Linked DNA regions of Sus scrofa: regions 2 and 3 are each linked to region 1. Evidence: chromatin contacts called from public Hi-C data. All regions are on one chromosome and are shown on one strand. The core of a region is the stretch at or near the end of the contact, and the rest is flanking DNA. Distances in the headings are between cores, read along the strand shown. Region 1 overlaps GATB (glutamyl-tRNA(Gln) amidotransferase subunit B, mitochondrial). Region 2 holds the start of RPS3A (ribosomal protein S3A). Region 3 holds the start of ARFIP1 (ADP ribosylation factor interacting protein 1).

Region 1 (2,700 bases), core at 10-2,509:
ATGGGAAAAAGAACTGGTATCTGGACCCCACATTGGTACCCCTGTCTTTAAGAGATAAAAACCTCCATAGAACAATAGAAAGGGGGACTCTTCCTCCCCTTCCCAGTGTCTGTGCTGGGAGCTGTTTGCTTTCCTGTAATAAAGACTTTTGATTGCTTGCTTGCTGCCTGTGTGTTCGTGAAGTTCATTCTTTAGCTCTGTGAACAAGAACCTGGATTCCGGTAACATCTTTCTGGTAACATGCTGAAATATAACCCTTCTTTTGTGAAAGTATACTATTTTTGTTCACTTTTCTGTCATCTCATCTGCCAAGTATGTAAGCTCCATGAGCACAGAGGCCATAACCACCTTGCTCACTGCTGAATTCTAAGAACTGTGCCTGGCATAGAGTAGTGTGTATGGTCAGGCCACTCAAGATGGTTGTCCTCTTACTCTCTATACATCCCCTGCCGACCAGTGCCTGCTTCATCCACACCCACTCACAGGACTGAACTTCCTACATACTCTCCCCAGGCTCCAGCTGGTGATTGTTCTTATCAAAGGCACAGTGAGGGGCGTGCCCCTCGGCCAGTTTCCCTGGTAACTAATGATCCAATCTGTGGTAATTTTCCCTATAACTGGCAATCTCCCTTCCCTCTAGGAGTGAAGTTGGCTGGCCACATCACCACACACGGTGGGGTGTCGCTCCAGGACCTTGCTTCAAATGGGTAAGCTCCCCCATCCATTAAACCATTGATATCTCTGTTGCTGACTCTCAGCTCTGCATTCTGTCCTGAAGCTTGGCAAGCACCGGGCTTGTAAGCCTGTGGGGTGCAGCCCAACTAGTAGGCATGCAAATAAGTAATTGTTGCAGGAATGTACAGATTAGTATGTGAAGTGGAAAAGTAAACAGAAAAAAATAACTCAGTGGGTTTGGGGGGTTTGGAAAGTCTTCCCGGAGATGTCAAGGTCATTTACTTCAGCCCCAAAGGTTAACTGGGGTATAAAATCCTCACCAGCTTTCTCAACTTTAGTGCTTTGGCACCACCTGTTCTCACTCAAACAGGTGCTCAGAGATACAAAGCTCTCCAACTCCCCACTAGGAGGAGTCACACCTTCCGACCCATAAACCCTCCCCCTGTCTTCTCTATTTCTTCCTCCCTTCCGTCCCCTCCCCGCCCGGTTCCGGAAGCTTTTGAATCGCAGTGCTCCTGGGAATAGTAGTCTTCCGGTCTGAGCCTATAACATTTGATCCATTTCCAGAACTACGCTTCCCAGACAGCCTTGCGGCAGAGGGCGGCTGTGTCACCTGACCAGGACCTTGGCGCGGCAATGGCGGCGCCCATGCTACGCTGGTGCTGTCCTGGAAGGCGTTGGGCTTTCCCTCGGATTGGCGACTGTTCTCGCCACGAGAAACGGTTTCCAGCTGGGTCCACGGCCAGCGGGAAAAGGGGACAGAGCTCAGTGGCTCAGCAGCCCCTCATCACGGCCCAGAAGCCAAGGAAAGGGTATATATACTATTTCATACCTTTACTGCACACTTAAGTGTGAGGTGGAACTGCGAGGCTAGGAAAATGATGCCCACTACAGTCCAGTCTTCACTCGAGACGTTTTGGTCGGCGGGAGGGTGTTGGGCTGTAAGTTGCAGCCCTGAAAGCTAAGTGGGAGCTCGATGCTGGTTCTCTATCAGCCCCGCCCCACACAGAAACCACAGTCTTAAGACACACGGGCATTTTGGGGTAGTTCGCGAGTGTAAAATAGGGTTTTCTTGAATCGAGGGCTGCACAAGACTGAAGAGTGGACTCAGTCACCTTAACTAATAGCAGCAGTGGCTATTAGCAGGGTCCGTAGCAGTAGAAGTGGGATCTTAGTTAGCTGACACTAATTTAGCGCTACTATGGGCCAGCAGTGTTCTAAAGGTTAAAAGAAGCTTTTGCCTGCAAACTCTGAATGGCGGTGGCTTAATGTTATTGGCCAGAAATCACCACCTATTTGTGGAGATGTTTTATGTTGAACATGTGTGTTTAGACCTAGTAGGATGCAGCCAATACAAGAGATCTTCCTTCTTTTTCAGTATTCTCTGAACCGCTGTTTATATTTGACTATTTAAGACCTAAATAGGTTCTTTTTAACTACAGAAAAAGACATGTGTCTGATACTCAGTTTTTCCTGAGATTAAGTTGCTTTTTTTTTTTTTTTTGCTTTTATGTTGGAACAGAGGGAAAATGTCCGGACACATTGTTTCTATTCTTTTCATAAATGAGATTGTCTCACAGTGAATGGAAAGTATTTTTTTCTCTCCTATAATGAAACTGCAAAAATACATTGAATAAGGTTTTTGTGAATGCAGAATTTGAGAAGTTCTTTAATTCTTCTCAGTTACAAGTTGTGCTTCCAGTCTTTAAAAAGAAGGAATTCATCAATACTATAGATGTGGAATCTCATGTGTTGCAATAATTGAAATAAAACTAAATGCATGTTGACAAAAATTAAGATAATATAGAAAATTTCTGGGGGAAGAGCAGGATAGGAAGAGACAGAATAGGGAGTATGTGTGCACCAAGCCATCTACATATTGTGCAGGATACATGGGTTTCAGAGGGACTAAGCACACTTACAGGAACCTGGAGAGACCTGTCTGGAATGTTCATACAGACCCAACAGAGTAAGAGTGGCCAGAGGAGATGATTGTAGCATTTATACTAAAGTATTGTAGCTTCT
Region 2 (2,700 bases), core at 81-2,580, 660 kb after region 1:
TAATCAGCTTGAATTTTCTAAATGCAACTTCATCATTCTGCAGATCAGCAAGGCTCACTTCAAACACACGACCCTTGAGGCCATCAGATGCAATTTCTATAAAAACAACAATCGTGTTAACGTTAGAAAACATATTAAGGCAAGAAAGATAAATTTCATGCATTAAACTTAAACTAATAATAAAGACATTAACTTTTGTTTACCAAATCCATATGGACACCAATGACTTACTGACTGCTCATTAGAAGCTCAAAAATACGAACATTTTTTGCTAATTCTAAAAGTACCACCTCGCTTCTCCAAGTGTTGTATTAAAAACAAGCCCTAAAGGGGCCAAAGTTGTCACCAATAGCTGACATTCCCTCACCGTATCCCACCACAGAAACAAGAGTAGACCGACATATTTTTCAATTTAAGAAAAATACAGACGAAAGAGATACTCACTGGTTCCTTGAGTTCTTGTGACCAGTGTTTTCCCAATATTTCTTATATTGAACATAGCTGGTGCTTTCACATCATACCAATCTTTCTTAGAAAATGGGTCAACCCTGGATTTAAAAAAATGCTTAGGTTTTATCGCAGATAACGTAATTCGTTTTAAGCCTCCCTCAGTTTTTGTTCTAATTACTTTAAAAAACCTAGCTCTTCCCACTATATCTATTTCACTGAGCAGATGTGACACTCTGGCAAGTAAATTATGCCCCAAACACTCTCCACCCCTATCGGTCCTTCCACTATACTGACTGCATTACCTCCAAACAACTTGCACGTCTCTTCAACCTTATTGGCACATTAAGACACATACTAGTAACCTAGGCTCTTTAAGGCCTCATGCTAGCTTACGAGATCCCAGGTTCCACCTGGCCATAGCAAGGGAGGGGTGCAGCGTCCCGGGTGGACAAAAAGTTGCGTTGACAAGTCCGGCTTTTGGAGGGGCACTGATTACTCGTAGAATTTACGAGACCCGTAAGCCCACAGTAAGGAACATGCCAGGCCAGAGACGCAGCGGCACTCCCGACTCAAAAGCGGTGCGCATGAGGTCCAGAGGGCCAGCGGAAAAGCAGCCGGACCGCCGCAAAAAAACACCCAGATCCGCCACGCTCCAGTTCGGGAGTTTACTAACCCGGCACGACCCGCGCAATCCAACTAACATCCTCGCCATCCGGCCCACATCGCGATCCAGAACCCGCCCGCCGACTCCAGCAGAGCCCCTAGAAGCGGGGTGCCACGACAGCTGTCACTTACACTTTCTTCTTGGCTCCCTTTTTGCCGCCTTTCGTAAGGCGCTTATTCTTGCCAACCGCCATGGTGCTGCACAGAGAGCCAAAAGGGCGGAAGTATCACTCGCGCGAGAACTTAGGCGTGCGGGGCGGGACGTGCCGTTTACGTGACCTTTGATCTTACGTTTTCCGGCCTTCAGAACTGGGAGAGTCACGTCTCCGACTGTAGCTGCGACTGCGCCCTCGCCTGTGGGGAGGCTGCGTAGCAGGCCACTGGTCGCCGGCTGGGCGCTCCTGAGGCCCTGGCGCAGGCGGCCTGAGGTGCCTCGTGTTGGTGGACGGGGGTTTCTGTGGCCCTGACGCCCTGAAGTGAGTTTTCGTGGAAGAGGACGCCCATTCCACATCTTTCAAAGCCGAAGTCACCGTCTCACCTTCAAGCCTGTTGTCTTCTCAGGAGCGTGGGATTTGGGAGTAGATAGCATGTCTAGGTTCCTTTGCTAGTTACAGTAATATTTAGCCCTGTTGACCTGTCTGTGCTGCGATTTCCTGGTATTTAAAGTGGAGGCCAAAAAGAAAAGTGGAGGCAGAGTAGTTTTGCTCTGGCGCAGAGGGTTAAGGATCCAGCGTTATCTCTGGACGCAGGTTCGATTCCCTCCCCACCCCCACTCCCACGGCCCAGCGCAGTGGGTTAAGGTCTGGCGTTGCCCACCTATGTGACTCGGGTCACAGCTTCGGCTGCAATCCCACCCCTGGCAGGGGAATTTCCACATGACACTGGGTGCGGCCATAAAAATAATAATAATATGAGACATGAAATGGAGGCAAGGAGTTACTTGGTGGCACAGCAGATTGAGGATCTGGCGTTGTCACTGCTGTGGCCAGGGTTGCTGCCGTGGTGTGGGTTCAATTCCTGACTGAGAACTTTTGCATGCAGCGGGCGTGGCCAAAAAAAGTAAACAAAATAGAGGCAGTAAAACTAGTAGGGGTAAATAAGTGTAACTTCGGGGGTATTGGATATTGTATGTTGATATGGAAGCTGGTTAGTGGAGTATGTTCGCTTTGTGAATTTGAATCTAAAGCTGTACACTTCTGTGCGTACTTTTCTTTTTTGTTCTTGTTTTTTGTTTTAGGGCCGCGCATATGGAAGTTCCCAGGCTAGGGGTGTAATCGCCTACACCACAGCCACAGCAACTGATGGGGCTGCATCAGAAACTTAGACTGAAGCCTGCCACAGCAACTTGCTGCTCCTTAACCCACTGAGCAAGGCCAGGGATCGAACCCACTTCCTCATTGATACTATTCCGGTTTTTAATGCACTGAACCACAAAAGGAACTCACTTTGGGTACTTTTCTATTTTTTTTTTTTTTTTTTGAGTTGTGCCAATTTCTGCTATACAGCGAAGTGACTCAGTCATACATATATATACATTCTTTTTTTAATATATATTATTTTCCATAATGGTCTGTCCTAGGAGATTGG
Region 3 (2,700 bases), core at 69-2,568, 970 kb before region 1:
ACAGGACTAACAAAAGAAAAGTGAATTTAAAACAATAGTGACGTAGAATCTGTTGTATTCACTCTGAGACAGCAGCGATAAAATAGCCAATCCCTGCAGACTTGACACAGGAATGATTTAACGTAACCAATTCCGGCGCACGTTCCCATGCCAAAAAAGCTAATTAAATTGCAATGTGAACACACACCTGCCACACTTGCAAGTGAAAACACAAGTTCACGAGAAGTCCTGCAACTCTTCCATTTTTTCCCTTTAGAACAGAGTTAGAGAAATGACATGCTTTAATCTAGGAAAAAATGAAGGGAGGGGGACAGAAATCCTAAAAGGGGGCGGCTAAAGGATCTGCAGGAAGTGCAGACTACAAACTTTTTTGAGATCAAAGGGTTCGAGAGGGAGATAAGAAAAAAACAAAGGAAGTAATAAGTAAAAGGGAAAAGCGTCTAGAAACAGTTCTTTAAAACAAAACAAAAAAAATCCTTTTTCCTAGACACGTAAACAGTAGTAACTTGGCAAAGAGGAACGGACGAGACGCCAGCACAACTTCCTTCCCAACTCCAGCATTCCTTGGCGGTCCGCGTAAGCTGAGCAAGGCTCAGGACCTTTCACAGGCGGGGCGCCTCCCTGCACCACTGCCCGAAGAGCCTCTCGCAGGGACTACCGCGTCTCCCTCCCTCCCACTGCGGAGGAGAGAAGTGCGGGATGCGGGGAAAGGCAGAGAACCGTAAAGGCTGGACCCCCAAACCTGACGGTGGCCCACTCCGAGTGGACCCACTCCTGGATCCTGCCACCCCTTTTCCCACTCGATGCGTGCAAAACCGGGAGGGCGCCGCCCCAGGAGGGCCGGTCCTACCTCTTCACCCGGCACACGCAGGTGGGACAGAAGGGAGGAAGGGGCAGAGATCCAAGGCCGAATACCTGAGCAGAGACAGATGGCACGGACTAAGGACAGAAGTGCCCAGTGAAAGTCCGGAACTGAGAGCCCCAGCGGCAACGTGTCCCGCCCCGTCAACCCCTCCCAGCCGCCTTCCCCCGCCTCTTCCCCGCCGGCCATCTCCGCCTTCACCTGTCCGCGGAGAAGCCAGCGGTTCTCACGTCGAGTATCAGCCCTGCCTTCTGCTCTCCAGAGTTGCCTCAGCCCTGGCCCCAAGTGAGCGGAAACGCGACCTGAGCCTCCTCCTTCCTACCCTCCCCCCCACGCACCTCGGCTCCGCGGGGGCGGGGAGCAAGTGCAGCTGTCACAGCCTCACCCTGACCGACGGCCGAGGACACGCAGAGCCGCGGCCTCCCAACCCGGCCTGCAACCCCCGAGCCGAGAGCAGCGGAGCCGGAAGTGAGGGGACCGGAAGTAGCGTTGTCCGTGGCTCTGGACGGCCTCTCTCTCCCTCGATCTGGCCGGCCCAGCCGCGTCTCGATGGTGCCGGCGCACCTCCCCCAAGGCCCCCTCCACCGCCCTCCGGGAGGCGGGCCCCGCCCCTCCCTCTGCGGCCCTAGCAACCACATCCGGGACTCAGCCGGCGCCGTTGCCCGGGTAATTTTCTAGCTGCGGTGGGATCACCAAGGGGTGTGAGCGCGGGTAAAGAAGCACTTGCCAGAGTTGCAAGCTCGCGGGGAGACTCGTAGGCTGGTCTTGAGTGGTCGGAGGTCCAGAAGCCTTCAGCATCCTTTCTTTCTCACTCACACACCCCAGCCTCGGACGTTAGGCGCGCCCCCCCCCGCCCCCTCCGCGCCCCGCGCCCGGCAACAGACGGTGAGCCGGTGGCGGGAGGGTTGGAGGTTGAAGGTAGCTCACCGCCTGGCCCTCCTAGGAGAGCCAAAGCTTATTTCTCAGCTGCCGGAGAGCATATAGAAGGTTATTCCAGCCCCTTGGGGGGGGGCGGGGAGAGAATGCAGAATTTATGGAGTATAGGGGATGCGGGCGCCTGACTCTTCCTTCTTCCCCAGTGCTTGGAAGGACCCACTCTGGCCACGTCACTCACGCCCACCCCCTTCAGGAAGACCAGAACCCCTTGCCCTGCGTCCCTGAGTTCTTACGACCTGTTCTGTTTTGTGATCATTTCTGCTCTGCTCGCTCGCAGGCAGTGGATCCATGATACTTTGCTTTCCTGCTTCCCTTTCTTCATCCAGGTGACCAGTTTCTGCTAGCTTTGCTCGCCCCGTTACTTAAACAGATTACTGCCCTGCCTACAGAAACCGCTGAACAACCTTTCTTTCAGAGCCCTTTGTAGTTTCCTAAGAGGAGGCTCCAACCTGTACCTCGGATGTTCTCCCTGTCCCCAGCGCTGTATGCAGAGAAACCTGAAGCTCATTTACACACAATACAGACCCGTGATCCACCCCGCGCACATCTCCCTTCAAAGTTCTGGACTGCTTTTCCTTTGACAGCTCTTGGGTGCTCGTTTTCACCGCCATTTCACTTGCAGAAATGCTAAAGGTAACAGTACTCTCTGTGGGATCTCCCTCTCTTTAGACTTGTACTACTCACCTGCCTTGCTGCATTAATCAACAAGCCATTTTTATTGACTAAGCGCCCAAAGGCAGAACTCTGCTTCTCCAAATTGAGGGGGAGAGTTTCAGCGTAGTGAATGGTACATCCCTGTAGATATCGTCCGCATATCTGTGAACAGTAAAAACCCATGACACCACAAATGTTTCAAAAGTAAATAACAATATTTATTATCCGAGCTCTCCAGGACACCTCTG

What was found. Hi-C and Micro-C count contacts between places; a contact is called where the count stands out from the background.
Region 2: a Hi-C map of skeletal muscle shows a contact between it and region 1, with 12 times the contacts expected there. The contact joins the promoter of RPS3A here to the enhancer-like site in region 1. A contact is called at or near these places in 1 of 5 promoter capture datasets (liver), 11 of 47 Hi-C or Micro-C datasets (alveolar macrophages, heart right ventricle, liver and 4 more) and 2 of 2 datasets of contacts at active chromatin or transcription factors (alveolar macrophages and skeletal muscle).
Region 3: a contact with region 1 is called in a Hi-C map of skeletal muscle, with 5 times the contacts expected there. The contact joins the promoter of ARFIP1 here to the enhancer-like site in region 1. A contact is called at or near these places in 2 of 5 promoter capture datasets (fetal liver and liver) and 5 of 47 Hi-C or Micro-C datasets (heart right ventricle, liver and skeletal muscle).

Annotation. Positions count from the first base shown.
Region 1 is chr8:77,236,677-77,239,376 of Sscrofa11.1, forward strand. GATB (glutamyl-tRNA(Gln) amidotransferase subunit B, mitochondrial) reads left to right here. Exons shown (of 15, transcript XM_021101518.1): 2 at 641-707; 3 at 1,243-1,487. The coding sequence starts at 1,312. Among named protein-coding and RNA genes, the nearest start is that of GATB, 16 kb to the left of the region's middle. Within about 2 kb of position 1,260, at least 52 of the 83 cell types and tissues checked have an H3K27ac peak or open chromatin away from gene starts, as enhancers often do. A contact at or near this core is called in alveolar macrophages, fetal liver, retroperitoneal adipose tissue and 2 more, where this site is marked.
Region 2 is chr8:77,892,410-77,895,109 of Sscrofa11.1, forward strand. It overlaps RPS3A (ribosomal protein S3A), which reads right to left and starts at 1,331. Exons shown (of 6, transcript NM_001137619.1): 1 at 1,246-1,331; 2 at 445-548; 3 at 1-96. The coding sequence starts at 1,307.
Region 3 is chr8:76,269,110-76,271,809 of Sscrofa11.1, forward strand. It overlaps ARFIP1 (ADP ribosylation factor interacting protein 1), which reads right to left and starts at 1,319. Exons shown (of 9, transcript NM_001252233.1): 1 at 1,201-1,319.